Regions from separate parts of the Danio rerio genome. Here region 1 is linked to region 2. The links are chromatin contacts, called in public HiChIP or PLAC-seq maps. All regions are on one chromosome and are shown on one strand. The core of a region is the stretch at or near the end of the contact, and the rest is flanking DNA. Distances in the headings are between cores, read along the strand shown. Region 1 holds the start of crebrf (creb3 regulatory factor). Region 2 holds the start of bnip1b (BCL2 interacting protein 1b).

Evidence for each region. HiChIP or PLAC-seq counts read pairs in DNA pulled down with a chosen protein or histone mark.
Region 1: an H3K4me3 HiChIP or PLAC-seq map of gastrula embryo shows a contact between it and region 2, with 2.7 times the contacts expected there. The contact joins the promoter of crebrf here to the promoter of bnip1b in region 2. A contact is called at or near these places in 1 of 18 Hi-C or Micro-C datasets (an unstated tissue) and 2 of 4 datasets of contacts at active chromatin or transcription factors (embryo and gastrula embryo).

Annotation. Positions count from the first base shown.
Region 1 is chr21:45,252,550-45,257,469 of GRCz12tu, reverse strand. crebrf (creb3 regulatory factor) reads left to right here and starts at 1,749. Exons shown (of 9, transcript XM_005170286.6): 1 at 1,749-1,868. It overlaps LOC141379917 (a long non-coding RNA gene), which reads right to left and starts at 2,268. Exons shown (of 4, transcript XR_012396939.1): 1 at 2,062-2,268.
Region 2 is chr21:45,212,212-45,216,980 of GRCz12tu, reverse strand. It overlaps bnip1b (BCL2 interacting protein 1b), which reads left to right and starts at 2,908. Exons shown (of 6, transcript XM_001333689.10): 1 at 2,908-3,003; 2 at 3,171-3,263. The coding sequence starts at 2,908.

The DNA of each region.
Region 1 (4,920 bases), core at 500-2,999, 42 kb before region 2:
TTGCAAGTGCACCCTTAGATGAAGATCCAAGAGCTCTCTCATCCTCCATAGATGATAGCAACAGTCCTGAGATATTCAAAGTCCAGAAAAGAACCAAAAACATTCTCAAGACATTGCATATGACTTCCTTTGTAATACTTCAAAGCTAGATAGAAAGACAGACAGACAGGATAGACAGATAGAGATATGGATAGATGAGATGGATAGATGGACAGAGAGGACAGACAGACAGACAGGTAGGTAGGTAGACAGGATAGACAAATGGATGGATGGATGGATGGATGGATGGATGGACAGACGACAGTCAGACAGACAGGATAAATATATAAACCTACAAGATAGATAGACAGACAGGATAGGTAGACAGACAAGACAGACTGAATAAACAGATAAACCAACAAGACAGACAGACAGACGGGATGGATAGATAAGCAGTTAGACAGACAGGATAAACAGATAAACTGACAAGATAGATAGTCAGACAGGATAGATAGCTAAACCGACAAGATAGATAGACAGACAGGGAAGGTAGACAGACAGACAGACTGAATGAACTCATAAACCGACAAGACAAAGAGACAGACGGGATGGATAGATAGATAGATAGATAGATAGATAGATAGATAGATAGATAGATAGATAGATAGATAGATAGATAGATAGATAGATAGATAGATAGATAGATAGATAGATAGATAGATAGATAGATACATGATGATGGATGGAAAGACAGACGGACGGACAAATAGAGAGACAGACTTGATCGATAGATAAAAAGACAGGCAGGATAAACAGATAAACCGACAAGATAGATAGACAGACAGACATAATGGATAGACAGAGAAACAGACAGGATAAACAGATAAACTGACCAGATAGCTAGACAGACAGACAGACAGAAAGATAGATAGATAGACAGACAGACAGACAGACAGACAGACAGACAGACAGACAGACAAACAGTCATGATAGATAGATAAACAGACAGACAGGATAAACAGATAAACCGACAGGATATATAGGTAAACAGACAGACAGACAGGATAAACAGATAAACCGGCAAGATAGACAGACAGACAGACATACATACATACAGATAGACAGACAGACAGACAGACAGACAGACAGACAGACAGGATAAACAGATAAACCGGCAAGACAGACAGACAGACAGACAGACAGATAGATAGATAGATAGAGAGAGAGAGAGAGAGAGAGAGAGAGACAGACAGACAGACAGACAGACAGGATAGAAAGGTAGACAGACAGACTCTATGTAGATCCCAGCTCTAACCTCTCTGGGCATTCACTTAAACTACTTGAAGAACATCCTGAGATGCTGTTCCAACATTCCTGGAGAAGTTCCCATCTATTCAGAACACTTGTGCTGCTGGCTGTCTTTCCCTCACAACCAAATCCAAGAAAAAGAAAAACGTTATCAAAAGAAATTCATACAACTGCACATCAAAGATTACAAAAAATATTTTAATTTCTGCCTGTGGTTAATATAATATAATATAATATAATATAATATAATATAATATAATATAATATAATATAATATAATATAATATAATATAATATAATATAATATAATATAATCACCGTTAAGTAGTGTATGAAAGCTCTGCACAAAGATATTTAAATGACTTGTTTTTCTGATGAAAGAGCGCTCGCCGTGATTGGCCAGTGCAGAAGCACGTGACGAGGCAGTCACGCGCTTTCCAGGAACCCGTCAGGAAGAAGATAAACAAAACAAACCAGAGAGGAAGACGGCGTGGATTGAGAAGAAATGACATTAAGTTTTCCTAAAGACGAGTAAAATTGGAGTTACCACCTATTTTCGCTAGTGCGTGGGTAGCTTGAAGGTGAGTCACCTTTTTGACTATGACAGCGCTGTGAAGCGTGTGTGGACAGTTGTTTGAGGATGATCAAAACATTGCTTCTTGTAGCTAGCTCTCGGGCTAAGTTTCGCTAGCAGAGGGGAGGGACACGGAGGCCATAGTGTGAAAGCAGCGCTCCAGTTCCTTTTTAAACTCTAACCAGTTTTCATTTGTTTACCTCACTGGTTGTGGGATAATATGTGTGGTCTGTCATCCTGAGGTGCCCGTTTGTCCTTTCAGATCAATATTTTCCCCCGGCGGTTGCTTAGCTGGCGCTGAGTAAGGGCAGAAGATGTTGCTTGTTAGCTTTCAGTTACACAAGAACTTCTAGAACATTACTCCCCGAGTCTAGTCCTGGAGGACACCAGCAATGCAGCTCACATTTGAGTTGACACACCCACACCTCATATTCAAATCTGAATTGATGTGCTGATCATCTAAATTAGACGTGCTTAATGCGTATTTGGATACTGCACTTTCACAATAGTGAAATCAGTGTGTATTTATTGGAGGTTAGTTAGGCTGGAGTGTTTGTGTGTGTTGTGAATCTCCATGGACGAGTCTGTCAAGCCGTACATTATCACAATAAACATGCTACTGATTGAATTGACACAATTACACACAGATTAGTTGTTTAAAAGTTGAAAACGCCTGATAAATGGAATTAAAAGCAATGCTAGGCTATGGTGAATTGATTGATCACTCGAGTTGATGGGTGATTTGTAGACTTGTGTGTTTATAGATGATCAACCCGACATGTCTATAAGGGTACACGCCCCCCATCTGCACGATGCAAAGTGAAATCGAAACACGATAGTTTCCCTGATATCAGCAATGCTTTGGAATACTCTTAACTATGCTAAATGAGTTTAATATGTTTTGTTTGTGCACCTAAATATCTTGAAATATATATTTCAGATGCGTTTGAACTGCTCGTTTTTATCGTAGGATAATGCTCATTAACTTAGCTACTTGATGAGTTCATAATTTGTCTGTGAGCTAACTTTATGCGGGAATAACGCTTTGCATTCCATCTGTTTACGTAACGTGGGGAGGCCCGCAATATTGTTTGTTGCTTGTTGACTCAACCGAGCGCTATGGGGCGGGGCGTTTATGCGCAATTGCTCATGATCGACAGCGAGCCTTTCTGTCGTATATACGCGGAGGCGGGCTGTGTATTTGCATACAGCCAATCAGAAAGCCGCTAAGCGTGGGCGTTGGCGCAGGATCGCTGCGGATTAGGTTGACGCGATTTGTTTTTGAAGGGGGCCATGTTGGGTTCAGAATGTTGTCAAGTGTTAGTAGGTCAGAATAAAATATGATCTCGGCCATAATATTCAAGGCACGCTATTCGTTAATGTACGTTTCATCATGTGTCTGTTAAATGCAGTCTTAGCGCATGCGCATGTAGGTCAGTCATCTGCCTTTATGTAAACATTGGTCACCTATAGAAGGGATTGCATTACATCTGCTTGAGCTTACTGTATGCTCATTTGTTTGGTATGAACACGTGGTATATGATGAAGAGAGAGAGAGAAGTGTGCAAGCAGTGATGTTTGAGATGAATGTCATAACAGTTTGATTGACAGTTCATGCAGATAGTAGAGTAAGTCTATTTATAGTAGATGAGTTGGTGGCATTTCACTTTTATTTTCTTGATATTGCAATGGCATAGAATTTTTGCTTGAATGTACCATATTTTTTTGAATAGTACATAAGTACAAGCTTTTCTTAATTTAATTTAATTATTTATTCAGGCTGATGTTATTCAGAGGGTCAGCATTGAAATGTTGCTTGAATGTACCGTGTTATTTATTGTCTTAATAGTACATAAATCATTTTTCAATAGGTAAGCAATTATGTTTTACCCCAAACAAGCTTTTCGTAATTTAATTTCATTATTTATTCAGCTTCTCATGTTGTTTAGAGGGTCGGGATTAAATTGTTGCTTAAATGTACATTATTATTTATCTTCTAAGTAGTACCTGCATTGTTTTTCCAATAGGTAAGCAATTATGTTTTCCCCAAATTAAGCTTTTCTTAATTTAATTTAATTATTTTTTCAGCTTCTCTTGTTATTCAGAGGGTCGGTATTGAAATGTTGCCTGAGTGTACATTATTATTTCTTGTCTAAGTTGTACATAACAAATTTTTCAATTGTTAAGCAATTATGTTTTACCCAAAACAAGCTTTATTTTAATTTTAAATGTATTATTTATTCAGGCTGATGTTATTCAGAGGGTCAGCATTGAAATGTTGCTTGAATGTACCGTATTATTTATTGCCTCAATAGTACATAAATCATTTTTCAATAGGTAAGCAATTATGCTTTACCCCAAACAAGCTTTTCTTAATTTAATTTAATTATTTATTCAGCTTTTCATGTTATTTAGAGGGTCGGGATTGAATTGTTGCTTGAATGTACATTATTATTTATCTTCCAAGTAGTACCTGCATTGTTTTTTAATAAGTAAGCAATTATGTTTTACCCAAAACAAGCTTTTCTTCATTTAATTTAATTATTTATTCAGGCTCTCTTGTTATTCAGAGGGTCGGCATTGAAATGTTGCCTGAATGTACATTATTATTTCTTGTCTAAGTGGTACATAACAAATTTTATAATTGGAAAGCAATTATGTTTTACCCAAAACAAGCTTTTCTTAATTTAATTTCATTATTTATTCAGCTTCTCGTGTTATACAGAGGGTCTGCATTGAAATGTTGCTCGAATGTACATTATAATTTATTGTCTTAATAGTACCTAAATCATTTTGAATTGGTAAGCAATTATGTTTTTCCCCAAACAAGCTTTTAATATAAATGTATAATTTATTCAGCCTCATGTTATTTAGAGAGTAAGCATTGAAAGATTAATTTATTTAATTTTTGAATAGTACATAAATAAATTTTAAATAGATAAGCAATTATGTTTTACCAAAAAGCAAGTAGTATTTTTTTTACTTATTTATTTATTTAGGCTCATTTTTTTTAATTATATTTTATGCAGACGACTCCCTTGCAGAATATCCCAGTCGAT
Region 2 (4,769 bases), core at 1,659-4,158:
ACATACTTTGGACATTTTATTTCTTTTTTTTGTGTGTGTGTTTTTTTTTTAATGTTTCTTTTCCATTGGCACAACTAGTTGGAGAACAGCTTGGTTTATTGAGCCTTGTTAGTGTACAGATGTGAAGTAGGCTTAAAAGCAGTTGTGATTGACCTTCAAAATGTGTCTGTGTTATTGTGCCTCTTCTTTATTGGATTTCTTTTCATTTTTTTATTTTTATTATCCTTAATTATGTCACTGCATTGTATCAGCCCGGAGTTGGTACCACAATTCTGCTTGTAACCATGATAGTCTAATTATTATTGATTTTACTATCAGAAATAAACATTAGAACTGCAGCATTTCATCTGTCTTGTGTTTTTTATCACCTTAATAACTGTTTTCGCTTGACTTTCACTTGAGACTCGACTGCTTTATTCTGTTCCTCCTTTCTCTTCCTCCTATTATTTCTCTCTTTCTCGCTCTGTTTTTGGACGCCTTTGACTTCTGGCAGCAAATCAGCAAATTTCTCAGTCAAAATGAAACCAGAAACTTTCCCTTATTATTCTCTGAACAGCTGTGGTGTTGTGCTTTCCTTTTTTACAGTTGTTTGCATGTAAGAACTTATTATAAATAGTGCAATTCTAGTTTCCTGATAGAGCAAATAATATACATAGACCCGCTTGTTTATTAGGTAAACCTTACTGGAACCGGGTTGGACCTGCTTTCGCATTTAGAACCACCTTAATCCTTTGTGGCATAGATTCATCAAGATACTGGAAATATTCCTCAAGGATTTTGGTTCATATTGACATGATAGCATCACACAGTTGCTGCACACGAACACACCACCACCACCAGCCTGAACCGATGCTACAATGCAGGATGGATCCATGCTTTCATGCTGTTGATGCCCAATTCTGACCCTACCATCCAAACGTTGCAGCAGAAATTGAGACTCATCAGACCAGGCAACATATTTCCAGTCTTCTATTGTCCAATTTTGGTGAGAATGTGCCAATTGTAGCCTCAGTTTCCTGTTCTTAGCTGACAGCAGTGGCGCTCTCTGTGGTCTTCAGCTGCTGTAGCCCATCCGTCTCAAGGTTGGACATGTTGTGCGTTCAGAGACGCTCTTCTGCAGACCTCAGTTGTAACAAGTGGTTATTTGAGTTACTGTTGCCTCTCTATCAGCTGGAACCAGTCTGGCCATTCTCCTCTGATCTCTGGCATCAACAAGGCATTTGCGCCCACAGAACTGCCGCTCACTGGATTTTTTCTCTTTTTTTTTGGACCATCTCTTTAAACCCTAGAGATGGTTGTGCGTGAAGATCCCCGTAGATTAGCAGTTTCTGAAACACTCAGACCAGCCCGTCTGGCACCAACAACCATGCCACATTCAAAGTCACTTAAATCACCTTTCTTCCCCATTCTGATGCTCGGTTTGAACTGCAGCAGATCGTCTTGACCATGTCTACATGCCTAAATGCACTGAGGTGCTGTCATACTTATTAGAAATTTGCATTAACGAGCAGTTGGACAGGTGTACCTAATAAAGTGGCCAGTGGGTGTACATTACAGCTGAGTAAATTTATTTTTTATTGTGTGTTTTAATATATCTTTTAGTTAATGTACAGATTTTATTTGAGGAAAGGTAAAAAAATAAAATCTTAATTTTATAATAATCAAACATTTTTATCTTGCTTTACACCACTTTAACATTAAGGTAAAGTTGGGTTTATATTCGCACATTCGTTCATTTAACTGTCTCTATATTGTTTACCACCCTAATTTGAATATTCGGTCAGAATTAGCATGCAAGTATGACTTTAAAACAACATTAGCACTATCTAACTGACTGTAAACATGGTTGTACTTTGATAATCATTGACTGCTAATGTGATTTCCCTATTTAAAATTTGGACAGAATACTTTCTCAAATCATATTATTAGGGAGAATGTCTGAATATCCGAATATAAGGCCAACTTTACCTCTATCTCTTCAATGATGTTACAGCCCTTTTATATATATCAATAATCTAATCAGCCATTTTCATAACAAAGATTTGGTGACATTAAAAGACTTGGAGTGTATCAAAAGAGCAGGAAGACTTACTGAGGTAATGTTGACCTTTCAGTGACAACTTGTGACATACTCCCATTATTGTTTACTATGGTACTTTGAATATTCGCTCTAAAATCACATGTAAGAATGACTTGAAAACAACATTAGCACTATTTATTTGACCATGAACGATGATGTGGCTGCTAAGATTTAGCATATCTGCTAAGATATGATTTCACTATTTAGAATTTACGAAGAATACTTTTCTGAAAATATATTATTAGGGAGAAAGTCTGAATGTGTGGATATAAAACAAACTTTACCTCAGTTACAGCCCTGCTGAAAAATCCAGCTTAAACCTGCCTAGGCTGGTTGACCGGTTTTAGCTGGTTGACCAGCCTGGTTTTAGAGGGGTTTTGGCCATTTCCATCCTGGTCTTAGCTGGTCTGTCTGGAAAATGACCAGCTAAAACCAGCTTGACCAGCCTGGTTAAGCTGGACATAGCTGGTTTTGGCTGGGCTCCTAGCTTGGCTAGGCTGGTCAAGCTGGTCCAGGCTGAAAATGGCTGGAAACCAGCCTGGAAATGGCCCAAACCCCTCTAAAACCAGTCTGGTTAACCAGCTAAAACCAGCCAACCAGCCTAGGCTAGTTTAAGCTGTTTTTTTTTTTTTTTTTTTTTAGAGTGTATGCAATATTTTATTTGACGAAAATTATATAAATCATTGAAGTAAACATGTTTAGCCTCGTGAGCTTTCTATATTTCTATGCTACAACAAAATAAGACAAAAAAAAATTGTACCCAGATCAGTTTTGAGAGCGCATCTAAAAAGGCGCTACTATAGCGTTTGGACCTTCTGTCGTACCGTATGACAACAAACATGGCGTCTTCCTCTGATGTACATGTCCGAATATGTGGCCAAGAGATTATCAAATACGACCTGGAAATCAAAGCTATAATTCAGGTAGACGACATTCTTGAAATTAACATTAATAATGGCATTACTGATATATACATTGACAGATAGTAAGACAAATATTTGGCCGTATTCGCTGGTGTGTGTGTAATTGTCAACACGAAACCCAAATGTCAATTCTTCTTTATAAATGTGTGTTTTTTGGGTCGTGTCAGGATATAAGAGAGTGCTGTGGGCCACAGGCGGTGCTGATGGAGCTAAATTCAACAGTCAAGGAGAAGTTCAGTCTCTTAAGACAGAGAATTCAGGTACATTTGTCATTTCACAACACACGAATTGAGAAGAATCTAGAATCTACGTGTTGTTTTAATCTCTATTGGTTTTCTGTAAATAAAGTAAAAATTAAAACAAATAGAAATAATGATTTTCTTGTAAATGATGTGTAATTGATGTATATTAAATAAAAATGTATAATTTTAATATTTAATAATGCGTTTGCTTAAGGAAAGTCTTGATAATTTCTGTTATTATCGTGCTAATTTCATTGAGGTTAAGGCGGTCTTATATTCACACATTCCGACATTTCCCCTCAGAAAAGTATTGTTTGCAAATTCTAAATAGTGAAATCATATTAGCAGCCACTGACTATCAAAGTATAACATTGTTCACAGTCAATTAAATAGTGCTAATATTGTTTTGAAGTCATACTTACATGGGATATCAGACGGAATACTCAAAAGGTACCATGGTAAACAGGGAGAGTTTCATTGGTCGTCACTGATCAAATGTGCGAACATAAAACCAACTTTACCTCAATGCTAATTTTTATAATAATGCTAGTGTGATTACAGCTAGATTATATCAAGTTTTGTAGAGATTTTAATCATTTTTATTAAACAATACATCATAAGCTAAAATGATGATGTATCTAATAGGCATGGAACGCTAACTGTTTTCAAGGCATACAGTGGTTTGGAAAAGTCAAGGTTTTAAAACTACCAAGACTTTCTGCTATACAGTTTCTACAATTTATGTAAGATTTTTGTTTTATGACAGCAGTATCTCTAGCAGAAAAAATATCCAAGGATGCCGTTCTTAATTGGAAAGAAATCTGCGATTCATCTGAATTATTTAGCCTGACATGTTTACTGTTTTTAAAATATTTTACATTTTTCTCAGAATAAAATAGATTGTGTTTAAAGGGGAAAAAAGTTTTTTTTTCTTATTCAGACAAAAAAAAAAAAACTTTGTCAGTTTATTCATGACAATCTGCTTTTGTATAATGTTATTATTATTGGCAGTATTAATTATTATATGCATATCTATATTTGTTTTATTAAAAACAAGCTTAGATTTGCCCAGTTGTCAGGTTTTAGAGCATAGGGGCGCAGCATGTGTATTTGGAAAAACTTTATGACCACACTTCGGTATTGTTCTTCATTTATTTGTTTGCTGGAAATTAGAACTGAGTTTAGAAATAGTTTTGAAACGAATCTTTGCGCTTAACAAACGAAATTAATTAGGCTAACGGATGTCTGTGCATACAACACGTTTGATGAAACGATGAAAGTGAAGAATGAGGAGGCTCATTCTTTATCCTCTCGCTGCAGATGCTCTGTTTAACTTGCTAGTGAAGCGTTCAGTTTTTACACTTACACCGTCCACCATGTAAATAGCAAATGCACTATGACGCGACACAACTAACTCTTAAAGGGAGTGGAAGATGAGAGATCAGTGCCAGTGGCTATCCTGAAAGCAAGCATTAATGATTTGAACTTCGACCAACAAAGAGAGATAAAGAGAGGTCTTTTATT